3 separate regions of the Zea mays genome follow, and all the other regions are linked to region 1. The links are chromatin contacts, called in public Hi-C maps. All regions are on one chromosome and are shown on one strand. Each heading gives the region's core, a stretch centred on a gene start, on an enhancer-like site or on the middle of the called end of the contact. The rest is flanking DNA. Distances are from core to core; before and after follow the strand shown. Region 1 holds the start of LOC100276791. Region 2 holds the start of LOC100272402 (Proline--tRNA ligase cytoplasmic). Region 3 holds the start of LOC100277582.

Region 1 (4,080 bases), core at 694-3,193:
GCTTCGCATCCATTGTTGACTCAAACCCATTGTTAGCCATCTCTGAAGTTGAACCATCTAAAATTTCAGCAGCAAAGAGCACACTGCCATAAGTACATTACTACTGCATTACTGAAAATACAAAAACTGAATGCTATATCAGTGGAAGATGATATGTGGCACTCACTAAACCTCTGTGGGCTTGGAGAATACTGAAACCCCGAAACCTGCAAGGTTCAAACAACGAAACTGTCTTTGTTACATAGTTAACAATCAATAAAGATAAGGTAAACATACAAGCTATAATAAAATACAGAGGTGTCACCATATATAATAGCTACTGACACTGCACAATCTGTTTTATGTTACTGCTTAGTTTACCCAGCATGAGAAAAGCATGGACAATCAGTAATCACCCCTTTAAGAGCTGTGATTGGTTGGCAAACTAACAGGGGAATAACATAGGAGGGAATATTCCAGGAACGATGCCTTGTACAAGAAAGAAGCTTTCTACAGACAGTGGAATCACTAAAAAAAGATTGAGGTGGACTTATTCAGAGCAATCTCTAAGCAAGAAAGGTTACCCGAGGGCTTTGGTGGCTTCTGCCTTGGATTTTATGTGGGGAGTCACCATCAGCTGCTGTCATCAAAGCAAAAGATTTCCACACATCAGGAGTGTCAGGGACAGTAAGGATTATCTAGAACAGGATAAAAAAAGCTCTCAAAATCCTGAGGCGAAGAGGCTAAAAAACTCTGCACGGTGACATACTCATAACAGAGGCACTGCCGTCACCGCCGGAATTGTCCAGGCGCACCCAGTCGTCCACTATCTCCTTCCACTTCCTTCAAGTTGCAAGCAACACCAGGTTCCACAAAAGAGGATAATTAGACAGCATATTCAAAACCGAAAATCATCTGTCTAGTTCAACAGTGTCCGTGCCCATGTTCATCACCTGATGAGCTGCTTCACCAGCCGCCTGACCTCGGCCGAAGGATGCTTGCGCAGACCATTAACCTGCCGCCCGATGTCAGTCTCCTGCAGAAACACGAACATAAGCTTCAAAACTTTACCCTTCACATGGTTGTTGCTCCTGATCATCTCAAACAAGCAAGAAAACCGATTGGTCCACCCATTGGGTAAGCCAAACAAGAGTGAAAGAACAAAATGGCAAAAGAAAACTTGACCTGGAGTGCGTTGTAGGTAACATCCATGTCTGCCAGGTTCTGCAGCAAGCTCACCAGCTCGTTCTCGGGCTGTGACAAAACACCACAAGCGTGCAGTTTGCGTGAAAAACGACCGCGCATTTGGAGCAAATTTGCGCTGCGAGTTGGTAAAAATGGCTTCTTTGGGGACCTGATTAGGGTCCTCCAAGAAGTCCCTGATGGCCACGATCTTGCTCTCGAGATCAGGCTCGCCGGCGCCGAGCACCTCGGTCTGTGCCTCCGCGCCACCGGCTTGCGCGTCAGCCTCCGCCCACGGAGAAGCCGGAGCCGCCTCCTCGCCGTCCTCTTCCTCCAGCCCCGCGGCCGCTAAAGCGGCAACAGACGGCGGACGCCCGGCGCAGTTGCTACAGCCCGCGGCGGCAGCGTAGAGGCGCTCGACGATGCTATCGCGGCGCGCGCGAAGCTCGTCGGGGCGGTCGCGAGCGGCCGCGTCCAGCGCTGCGTCAACCAGCGCCCACAGGTTGCCCCCGAAGGCGTCCAGCGCGCGGCCGAGACGCTCGCCCCGGTCCATCGCCGGGCAGCCCACAACAGAGAACTCCTCACGACTGCTCTGCACAGACGCCGGGTGGGGCGTCGGATCGCCGGAGAGACAAAGCGGAGGCGGTGGCGGGCGTGTCGGGCCCGGCAAGCGAGCGGGAGGCGGAGCGACAGCGACGGACCCAGCTAAGGCTGCGGCGGTGGATCCAGAATGAGGGAGAGGAGAGAGAGAGAGAGAGGAAGACGGGCAGACGCAGACGGTAGAATTCTTGGCGATATTCCTATCGCTGGCTGGATTTGGCTGCGCTCAGCGTCAATCAGCTTCGGGTGGTGTTGGTGCCGTGGGTGTGGGTTGGTTTGGTTCGTTCTTGCGTGCCCCGCCCCCCGGGGTGTGGGGGCCTGCTGCGCGTTGCGATGCTCTCGGTCTCGGGCCTCGCCGCGCCGGTGGCCGCTTTCCGCCGCCTGGTCCCATGCGCTGTCTTTAACTCCGTTCCGGGGAGTGACGAAAATAGCCTCGGAAACCGCGGGGGCTCTCCTCCGGTCCTACGCCGCATTTATTTTTCCTTCTCGGAATTGTCATCGTTTTCTTTTTCTCTCGGAGAAAACGATGGTTTTTTTTTGGGGAATTGATAATTGCACAAGTGTGTAGCACATGGAATTGAGGTCCTGTTCCAATCTCGTGAGATAAACTTTAGCAGCTTTTTTAGCTACTTTTAGCCATTTGTAATCTAAACAAGAGAGCTAATGGTGGTAATTGAAATTAAACTTTAGCACTTCAACTCATATAGCTAAAGTTTAGCAGGAAGCTAAAGTTTATCCTGTGAGATTGAAACGGGGCCTGATACTGCATGCGTTCCAAGGCGGTGAGTTGGGTGGAGATCCTGATACCGTGGGCAGAGGTGCTTGTAGTGTGAATGTGTTTGTGCCTCAATTTACCCTTGATGTTATGATTTTCTTTTGTGATATATTTATAAAAACATTTACACCTCCTTTCCTAAAATAGTTATTGTTATAGAATTTGTATTCCTCAAACTTTTTTTCAAATTTAACTAGATTTATAAATAATATTAGAAATATTTGTATCCCTAAATAAGTTTATTATGAGAATAGATTTAAGGATCTATTTAATTATACTAATTATGTATATAAGTATTAATAGTTTTATATATATATATTTGATCAAGGTTAAAAAAATGTTTGTGATTGTGTACTCCTATTAGAGTATCTCAAGACAACCCAAAAGATTACTCTAAGATAAAGGCATGGCCAATAATACATGGTTCGGACGAAAGACAACGTCGATCTGGTCACCTCGACCAGGTCAACCTTGATCTTGGTCGTTGTGGGAGATAAATATCCCCTAGGTCCTCATAACGTGGATATGCTCCATGGGTTGCTTGATGGGCCCCCGACAGTTAGCCTAACAGAGTGTACCATTGGATCGTGGCCAGGTAGAACGAGGTCGACCAAGAAGGATGATGAACGGAACAGGGAATAATCTCGAAAAATACGGCACAAGGGTACTATCTGTGCGCGCCAACCACAAAAGGATCATTGATACTTCGCGCGCACGGTTCACACATACCTGAAGAGCTAGATACTCGGAAGATAACTCAGAAGAGGCGAACAAACTCTGGATGAGCAAGAGCGCATGCGACGTCAGAGTTAGACTTGGATAGAGTTAGATAGGCATCACGACTTGTAAAGGGATATCCCTCCTGTCGGCGTTTCGAACCCGGGGGGTCCCTGGACCGACGAGTAAATTGTCGCCGCGTGCCCCAGCCCAGATGGGTCGGCGCGAGACGGAGCGCGAAGGGGGAAAATGGAGCCGGAGGGAGACAGGCGTAAAAGGGGAAACCCACGGCCTTCGTGTTTGTCCCGCGCCCAGGTCGGGTGCGCTTGCAGTAGGGGGTTACAAGTGTCCACGCGGAAGGGAGCGAGAGTCTTACGCGAGCGCCGTCCCGTCCTTCCCCGCGCGGCCAACCCTCTATAAGAGGGCCATGTACCTTCCTTTTATAGGCGTAAGGAGAGGATCCAGGTGTACAATGGGAGGTGTAGTAGTGTGCTAATGTGTCTAGCGGAGAAGAGCTAGTGCCCTAAGTACATGTCGTCGTGGCAGCCGGAGAGGTTTTGGCACCCGGTTCGTGTGGTGTCGTGGCCGTCGGAGGAGCGCTGGAGCCTGGCGGAAGGACAGCTGTCGGGGCTGTCGAGTCCTTGCTGACGTCTCCTTGCTTCCGTAAGAGGGCTGAGAGCCGTCGTCGTCATGGAGCATGCGGGGCGCCATCATTACCTGTTTACCGGGGCGAGCCAGATGGGACGCCGGTCTTGTTCCCCGTAGCCTGAGTTGGCTTGGGGTAGGGTAATGATGGCGCCTCCTGTGACGTGGTCGGTCCGAGCCCT
Region 2 (3,543 bases), core at 36-2,535, 320 kb after region 1:
CGAATCCTAAGTTTCATAACGGCAGAAATCCAATTTTCTACCCCACAGTCGGCCACCTTCGACGGTCCCTGCCAGTCTGCCTCTGCCCAAAGCCCCCAACTCGGTTTTCCACTGTTCCTCGTCGCCTCCACCTTCCTAGGGATGGTAATTTTACCCGCGGGTTCGGGTACGAAAATTAACCCGCGGGTCTCACCCATACCCGACCCGTGATAAAATCGGGTCGGGTACGAGTTTTATATTTCACCCGCGGGTCCTAGCGGATATCCGAATTATTCTCAGTTTTCAGCCCACCAGAGTCTAGAAATCGACCCAATGTCCATTTTTATTCCCTATTCAGTATTCACCCAGGAACCCTAGTCTCTCGGTCTCTCCTCTCTGTCTCTCTCACGCCATCACACGTCTCTCTCTGTCTCAGCCCGTCAGCCGCCTGCCCGCCCAGCCACAAGCAGCCGCCACCCGCCACTCCGCCAGAAAGGCAGAAACACAGAAACCGAGCGCCCTGCCCCTGCGTCCGTCCGACGTCCCTGCCGTCCAGGTCCGACTGCCGTGGTGCCGGTGAGCCGGTGCCGCCTGCGCCCTGCCTGCGACCCTGCGTGGCTCCATTCTCCACCCGCCAACGCTAGCGAGCGGACCTGCGTCCCTGGAGCCGTGGAGTGCCCCTAGCCTGCGACCGGCGACCCTGCGTCCGTGGCTCCATCTCCGCCGCCACTCGCCACCGCTAGCGAGGAGCGAGTGCCCCTGCGTAGCTGCGCTGCGTCCCTGGCTCCATCTACATAGTCCTTGCCGCCCTGCAAGTGGATCCGGCAGGTTCTCAAACCATCCATGGCGCCTACAAGTGGATTCGGTAGGTTCTCAAACCTTTGCTGTTTTGTTAAATTGAATACTTTGAAGTCTGGTTCAAGTGTAAACGATATGTACTCATATATTGCTTGCTTCTGTAACAGTAATCAGATTTATTATGTCTTGTTTTTTGTTCTACCTTGTCATTTGTCAACCTTATGTTTTATTTGTGTGAAGTGTAATTATACCCGCGGGTATCCGATACCCGCCCGATACCCGATGGATACGAGCACGGGTACAAATTCCTACCCACGCGTATAGTCGCGGACGAATATGAGTAATACCCACGAGTATTGTCGCGAGCAGATATTTACTATACCCGATCTAAACGCGACCCATTGCCATCCCTACACCTTCCTGTCCCATTGGCAACTTGCGCGCTACTCTGACTCGGAGTGGCCGCTACTCTACCCCACCCACACCCTTCCGCCCGCCGCCACTAAACCCTAGCGGGACACCCGCCTTGCTCGCGCCGCCTCATCCTCTCACTCCTCTCGGACCCCCGGTGGCCGGTGCAGAGCTGCGCGACCGAGAACCGAATCTGTGAGCCATGTCGACCAACAAGGGCAGCGCGGCCAAGGGCGGCGGAGGTTCGATCACCTCCTTCCCCGTCGTCTTCCACCGTCACCGTTGGGCTTGTTTGCATCTGAACTTGTTTGGTTGCGGATTGCAGGGAAGAAGAAGGAGGTGAAGAAGGAGACGAAGCTCGGGATGGCCTATAAGAAGGACGACAACTTCGGGGAGTGGTACTCCGAGGTTGGTTAAGTGTTAGTAGGGCAACTAGTTCGGATTTGATTAATGTTGTTAGACTTCATTTGATTTAGTTCCAATTTGGTTGATGTCGGTGCTGTGGTGGGATGTGCTCTATGCCATTACGGCAGGGATGTAATTCGTAGGTTTTGATAGGATTGGCATAAGAGAGGTTAGGAGAAATCACTGTTTCAGTAGCTTAGAAATTTGGTCTGTGAACAGACACTGTCATACTTCTAGACTATAGTTGCCTATTCTAGACCTACTTAAATTATTGCCCAAACTACTTAGAGCCCACAGCAAAAGCTACAAAATTCGTCAAAGGCTCACAACAATTACAAACTCACCCTAGTTGTGAGAAACTGGATTAGTTGGCTTTCTATATTGTTTCAGGTGCAGTGATTCCATTAAGCACCATATTCATACTGCTATTCTTCTATTGCTCTTTTGACACATGACAAAATATCTTTCCTCGAAATTTGGTCATCGCTTTTTGTACCTCTTTCTTTTCATGTGACTATTTCATAACATTGCTATTTGTTCCTACAGGTTGTTGTTAACAGTGAAATGATTGAGTACTATGACATTTCTGGTTGTTATATATTGAGGCCATGGGCGATGGAAATCTGGGAGCTACTGAAAGTAAGTTTATGGACTATAAACAATAAGTGTCCTTTGTTGCAAATTCTGGAATTGCAATTATCTCAGTGCTAAATAATAGCCACCCTTGTATCTGGAGACTGATGTCTGGTGTGGTGTAGAACTTTTCACAGCTTATACAAAACAGAAGTTCTGACTCAGAATTATGTAGGAAGCTATGTTTAGCATCAGGAACCTTTGTGTTTATTTCTATACATATTTGCGAAGCACAGTGACAATACTATAATTTTGATAACTGTTTTGTGATTTGGTGCAGGAATTCTTTGATGCAGAAATTAAAAAGCTGAAGCTCAAACCATATTATTTCCCTTTGTTTGTTACTGAGAATGTTCTACAGAAGGAAAAGGACCACATTGAGGGCTTTGCACCTGAGGTGTGCCTTTTACTCTTCCCTTCACATATCTGTTTCCAGATTTGCACAGTTAGGATATCTATTCAATTCTTCCAGTCTGCTCAACTATAAGAGTTACTAAATTTGGAAGCAGCTCTGTAAGGAAAACTACATGGAATTGGGCTTACACATAACTAGCTGTTTTTTTTTGCTTTATTATCATCTGAATATAACACATGTTTCCTTTGTTTTAGCGATCTGGTCTCAATGATTTTTCTTTTGAGAGACGAGAATTTAAGATCTAGCAGAATTCTTTTGTTTGCATCTGAATATCTCATAATATGTGTTTTCGTCTGTTCTGTTTCCATGAATTTTTGAGAAAAAAAACAGAATTTAAGATCTCTCAGAATTTAAAAGCACCTCGTTATTACTCTCTTCCTCATGTAAAGATAAGGTCACAATTCTCATGGACTCCCTGTGACCTTTAGGCTGTAGCTAGCAGATCATGCATATGGCTATGCAAAACACGGTTTTGCACAGTAGACATCACTGTTTACAGAGTGAAGTTTGAAATTGGAGGTGGGATAGAAGATGAGATAGGATAGCTGATGGAGATAGCCTTATGGTACCACTATATTTAGGAGAAGCCTAATTGGGATTGTTAATTTGTATATATATTTATGCCTACGTAATAATATGTTAAAATAAATGGAGTTTCTTTCCTTCTAGAAGGACCTGACCTCTGTCACACCCGGTTTTAAAAGGCAAACCGAATGCGAACCATGTACGTGCCAGGATCAGCAATTCACGTACACAACAGTTACATAGTTGGACATCATCACACAGTGCTAAAATAATAACATAAAAGAGTATTAATTTGATTATATCATGATGCCCGAGATATCCACATAGTCTTAAACATAAATCAAAGTTCGAAAACGAAACGTAGCAACACACGGCCT
Region 3 (4,092 bases), core at 765-3,264, 420 kb before region 1:
AACCAACTATGTTGTCTAAACCAATGTTTTTGAAAGCTCCTTTTGTCATGTGACCAAGGAAAGTTATGACCAATTGGTTGAGTCGGACCTTTAGCTATGAAAGCCCTTCTAACATCATCTCTAATATTGGAGCAAAAGAATCGATTGGAATACGAAGTCCTGGATCAGAAATAATGTGATCCGGGTTGAACTGATTTATACCTTTGACTTAACTATTAACATTTTCACCATTGGCATCTTCACTATTATTCACTTGAACTCCAACTTGTATTTCGGGTTCATTGCAAACTCCACTAGCGCGAGTGCTTGGTCCACTTCCACTAGAAGCTTGACTGAAATAGCTCTTTAAATCTGTCATTTTACGAAGCATATAACATGTATTAGATAAATAGAAGACATTACAACAGTGGAGTGTTCACATAATATAGAGAATTAGAGAGATACTTTTTTGGGCCATATTCTTTGCCATATTCTGTGGAGCGAGCAGTGGAGCACGCAGGGACCGCGACCAGAGGCCAGAGCAGCGCCCATTCACCCAGCCCGCAGGCGAGCATCGAGGACCGAGCTGCTATAGGCTGCAACCTGCAAGCCTGCAGCGCGGAGCGCCGGAGCGCACTGCGGTGGCGCGGCGCTGTGCGGCTGGCTTTTAGGCTTTGCCTTTGCGGCTTTGCCTGTGCTGTGCGCCGACGACGGACAGATGGCAGGTCGGCAAGAGCGCTGCCGCGCTGGACGCCGAGGCAGTGAAGAGCGGAGTACTGTGTAGTGAACTGCGGGGATGCGGCTGCGGACTGCGCGGATGGCGCTTGCGGGCAGATGACGCTCGGTCGCTGAGAGCCTGAGACGGATGAGTGATAACCTAATCTCTATTTAGGCCGGTTCAAGATATTGCCTAGACAATACTGAACCATATTGAGCTCTCCACACCTGTGTAGCCCCATTTCAGTGCTGTGCTTGAACTCCCTCCTCCCTGCTCGCTTCCTAGCAGTGCCCGGCCCCACCGGATCAATCACGAGTAACGGCGACCAGCAGACCAGACACAGCCGTGTCCGTGTCCGTGTCCGTGGACGCGTGCCCCACTCCGGCCCGGGTCTCTCGCCCACTCCCCTGCCGCCGGCTCCCGAAACTACCCCGGGTCGGCCGCCGACGCCCCGGCACCAGGCGAGGGGCAGCGCCGTAACCTCTCTCGCTCGCTCGCCCGCCCCCCGCGTCGCGTGCGCGTGTGCTCGGCTACCCACGCGGACCGCGTCCGCCGCGGTCACAGTGCTGGTTGCTGGTTGCTACCTCCTCGACGACACAAACAACTCGGTTTCTTTTACTAATCCTATCCACAATTCCAAATCCTCTCCCTCGTCCTGTTGATCGCTGAACCCTGACCAGACCTGGCCGTGCGGAGGATTTTTAGACTAGTCGGATTGGTGGTCTCCACCGTCCATAGCGATCCCGTCACTTCAGATAGTTTAAACTAAAACCAACACTTTATCTTTTATATCAAAGAAGAAGCAAACGAGTAGAATAATGCTCCGTCTGCAAGCACGAGCTGCACGGCACGATGTGATCGCGGCCTGCTGCTTGCCACTGCGCCCAATAGTCTCGTCCTCACGCTTCTGGGCTTGTGGTTAAAGGTCGCAGGGAGGGCGCATTTACTTAGCGCTTATTAATCACTCTGCCGTCTCCATCTCTAGCTCTCTGCACGGTTAAAGAAACAAATGTCAAATAGTGCTTCAAGTTTCATTCATGAAAATACAGCGAGTATACTGCTACACCATATAGTAGATCCACACAAGGAGTCGTGAGCAGCGGCCATAGCAAGACCTCCAAACAAAAAAAAAAGAAATTCTAAACAAAAACCGGAAACATTCCGAAACCAGAGGAATATTTGCGCCCACAAAAATAATACTACTCCAACCGCCATGATTAGCCCTGACGATGACAGCTTCGGACCCTTTCTTCCCCAACCTTCCCAAACCAATAAACTAATCTCCCCTCACTGATCGCGCTATCCCCCACTTATATACGTACCCACCACGCCACCCTCCCCATCACCATTCACTCATCCACCACCACCAACGGCGCCGCAACCCCCACGCAATCTCACCGGAAAAACGCCTCCTCCAGTTGAGCTGAGCCTGAGCTGCAGCTGAGCCGCCATGTGCCCGCGGACCCACTGAGCCAAAACCCCTCGACCCCGCCCCCACTGCAGGCCGTTCCCTTTCCAAGATCCGCGCTTTGATCCGTCCGCCGCCGCCCGAGACCATGCCGGCCACGGACCTCCAGGGCTCCTCCCCGTTCTCCTCCTTCGGCCGCACCCTCCTCTCCCTCCGCCGCGACGCCCCGGCGTCCGCGTCCGCGGCGGCTGCGATGCCGCCGCCCGGCGTCGACCCGGAGCTCGAGGAGTTCCACGCCCACGTCGCCGCGCACCTCGCGGACCTGAGCGGCCCCGGCGCTGCTGGGGAGGAGGAGTTCATGTCCATCGCGTGGATCCGGCGCCTGCTGGAGGCGTTCCTGCTCTGCCAGGAGGAGTTCCGGGTGGCGGTGGCCGAGGCGCGCCGCCGCCGCGCCGGGGCCACTCCCCCCGCCGGCGAGAGGCTGGTGGCCGAGTTCGGCGACCGCGCCGTCAAGGCCCTCGACGTCTGCAACGCGGCGCGCGACGGCGTCGACCAGGCGCGCCGCTGGGAGCGCCTCGCGGGCATCGCGGCGTCCGCGCTGCTGGCGCCCGCCGACGGCCAGATCCACGAGGGCCAGCTCCGTCGCGCGCGGAAGGCGCTCTCGGACCTCTCCGTGCTCCTCATCGACGACGCCGCAGCCGCCGCCGCCACGGGGCCCGCCGGCGGGCTCGCCTCGATCCTCGCGTCCCACCGCAACCGCTCCTTCGGCCGCGCGCGGGCGTCGCCGTCCCGCGCCTCCTCCTCCTCGTCGTCGTCCTCGTCGCCCTCCGCGCACTTCCGCTCGCTCTCGTGGAGCGTGTCCCGCACCTGGTCCGCGGCGCGCCAGCTACAGGCCATCGGGGCCGGCCTGGCCGCGCCGCGCGCCAGCGAGGCCTCCTGGAGCCTCGCCGCGCCGGCGTACGCCATGGGCTGCCTGCTCCACCTCGCCGCCTGGGCGCTCGTCGCCGCCGTCCCCTGCCCGGACCGTGCCGCCGCGCTCCAGGCGCACCACCTGCCGGCCGCGCCGCCGCGCGCCGCGTTCCCCTGGGCGCCGCCGCTCCTCGCGCTCCAGGAACGCCTCGCCGAGGAGGGGAAGCGCAAGGACCGCCGCAATTCGTGCGGCCTGCTCAGGGAAATCCACGCGCTGGAGAAGTGCGCGCAGAGGCTCGCGGAGGCCATCGATGCCGCGCCGGTCCCACTCACCGGCGAGCGGGAGGCCGAGGTGCGGGAGGCTGCAGCCCAACTCGCCGCCGCCTGCTCCGCCATGAAGGACGGGCTGGACCCGCTGGAGAGACAGGTCCGCGAGGTCTTCCACCGCATCGTGCGCAGCCGAATGGAGGGTCTCGATTCACCGATGCCCAATGCCGATTGAGCTCAATCAACATGATCATCATCATCTTGCCTTTAGATTTCCCAATGTGGCGGTGCTAGGTAGCTATCTTTTTTCGCTCGCTCTTGTGATCAGCTAGTGGTAAGTATAAAATGTGTGTCCTTGTGTAAAGGATTACAGAAAAAGGGAGAGGGAAGGTGTCATCTTTAGGTAAAGATGGTTCCTTTATTCCCATGTTTTGATGCTGCATTTGGTGTATATCGTTGTGTTTTTTTGCTAGTGTCACGTCTGTTCGCTGCTAATTCTCGAGCAACTTGTGTCACTTTGGGAATGTGACTATCATTGACAATGCTAACAAGCAGGAAAAAAAATGTAAATATGTACTGTAGTTTAACTTTGCACACTCCCTTGGTTTTTCATTCCATCAATATCATTGTGCAAAGAAATGGGACAACAATTGTCGCAAAAATGCGGGCGGATCGAATTGTGACACAATAACACCAACAAAGCCTTGGTGGTCAGAGTATTCTAAATGGTCTCAATTGGGCAATATGTGGCATATTTTGGACTGCTCATCTGCATTATGAATTGAATTGATTGACCTTTGTGGTAAATCGA

What was found. A called contact is a pair of places that touch in the nucleus more often than the background predicts.
Region 2: a contact with region 1 is called in a Hi-C map of ear, with 2.6 times the contacts expected there. The contact joins the promoter of LOC100272402 here to the promoter of LOC100276791 in region 1. A contact is called at or near these places in 3 of 25 Hi-C or Micro-C datasets (ear, leaf and tassel).
Region 3: a Hi-C map of leaf shows a contact between it and region 1, with 7 times the contacts expected there. The contact joins the promoter of LOC100277582 here to the promoter of LOC100276791 in region 1. A contact is called at or near these places in 3 of 25 Hi-C or Micro-C datasets (endosperm, leaf and tassel).

What each region holds. Positions count from the first base shown.
Region 1 is chr4:221,907,376-221,911,455 of Zm-B73-REFERENCE-NAM-5.0, forward strand. LOC100276791 reads right to left here and starts at 1,944. Exons shown (of 9, transcript NM_001150502.1): 1 at 1,334-1,944; 2 at 1,165-1,233; 3 at 933-1,015; 4 at 749-822; 5 at 564-619; 6 at 167-206; 7 at 1-57. The coding sequence starts at 1,714.
Region 2 is chr4:222,232,845-222,236,387 of Zm-B73-REFERENCE-NAM-5.0, forward strand. LOC100272402 (Proline--tRNA ligase cytoplasmic) reads left to right here and starts at 1,286. Exons shown (of 12, transcript NM_001359614.1): 1 at 1,286-1,430; 2 at 1,514-1,596; 3 at 2,140-2,232; 4 at 2,507-2,623. The coding sequence starts at 1,391.
Region 3 is chr4:221,484,307-221,488,398 of Zm-B73-REFERENCE-NAM-5.0, forward strand. It overlaps LOC100277582, which reads left to right and starts at 2,015. Exons shown (of 1, transcript NM_001151100.2): 1 at 2,015-3,842. The coding sequence starts at 2,254. The coding sequence ends at 3,516.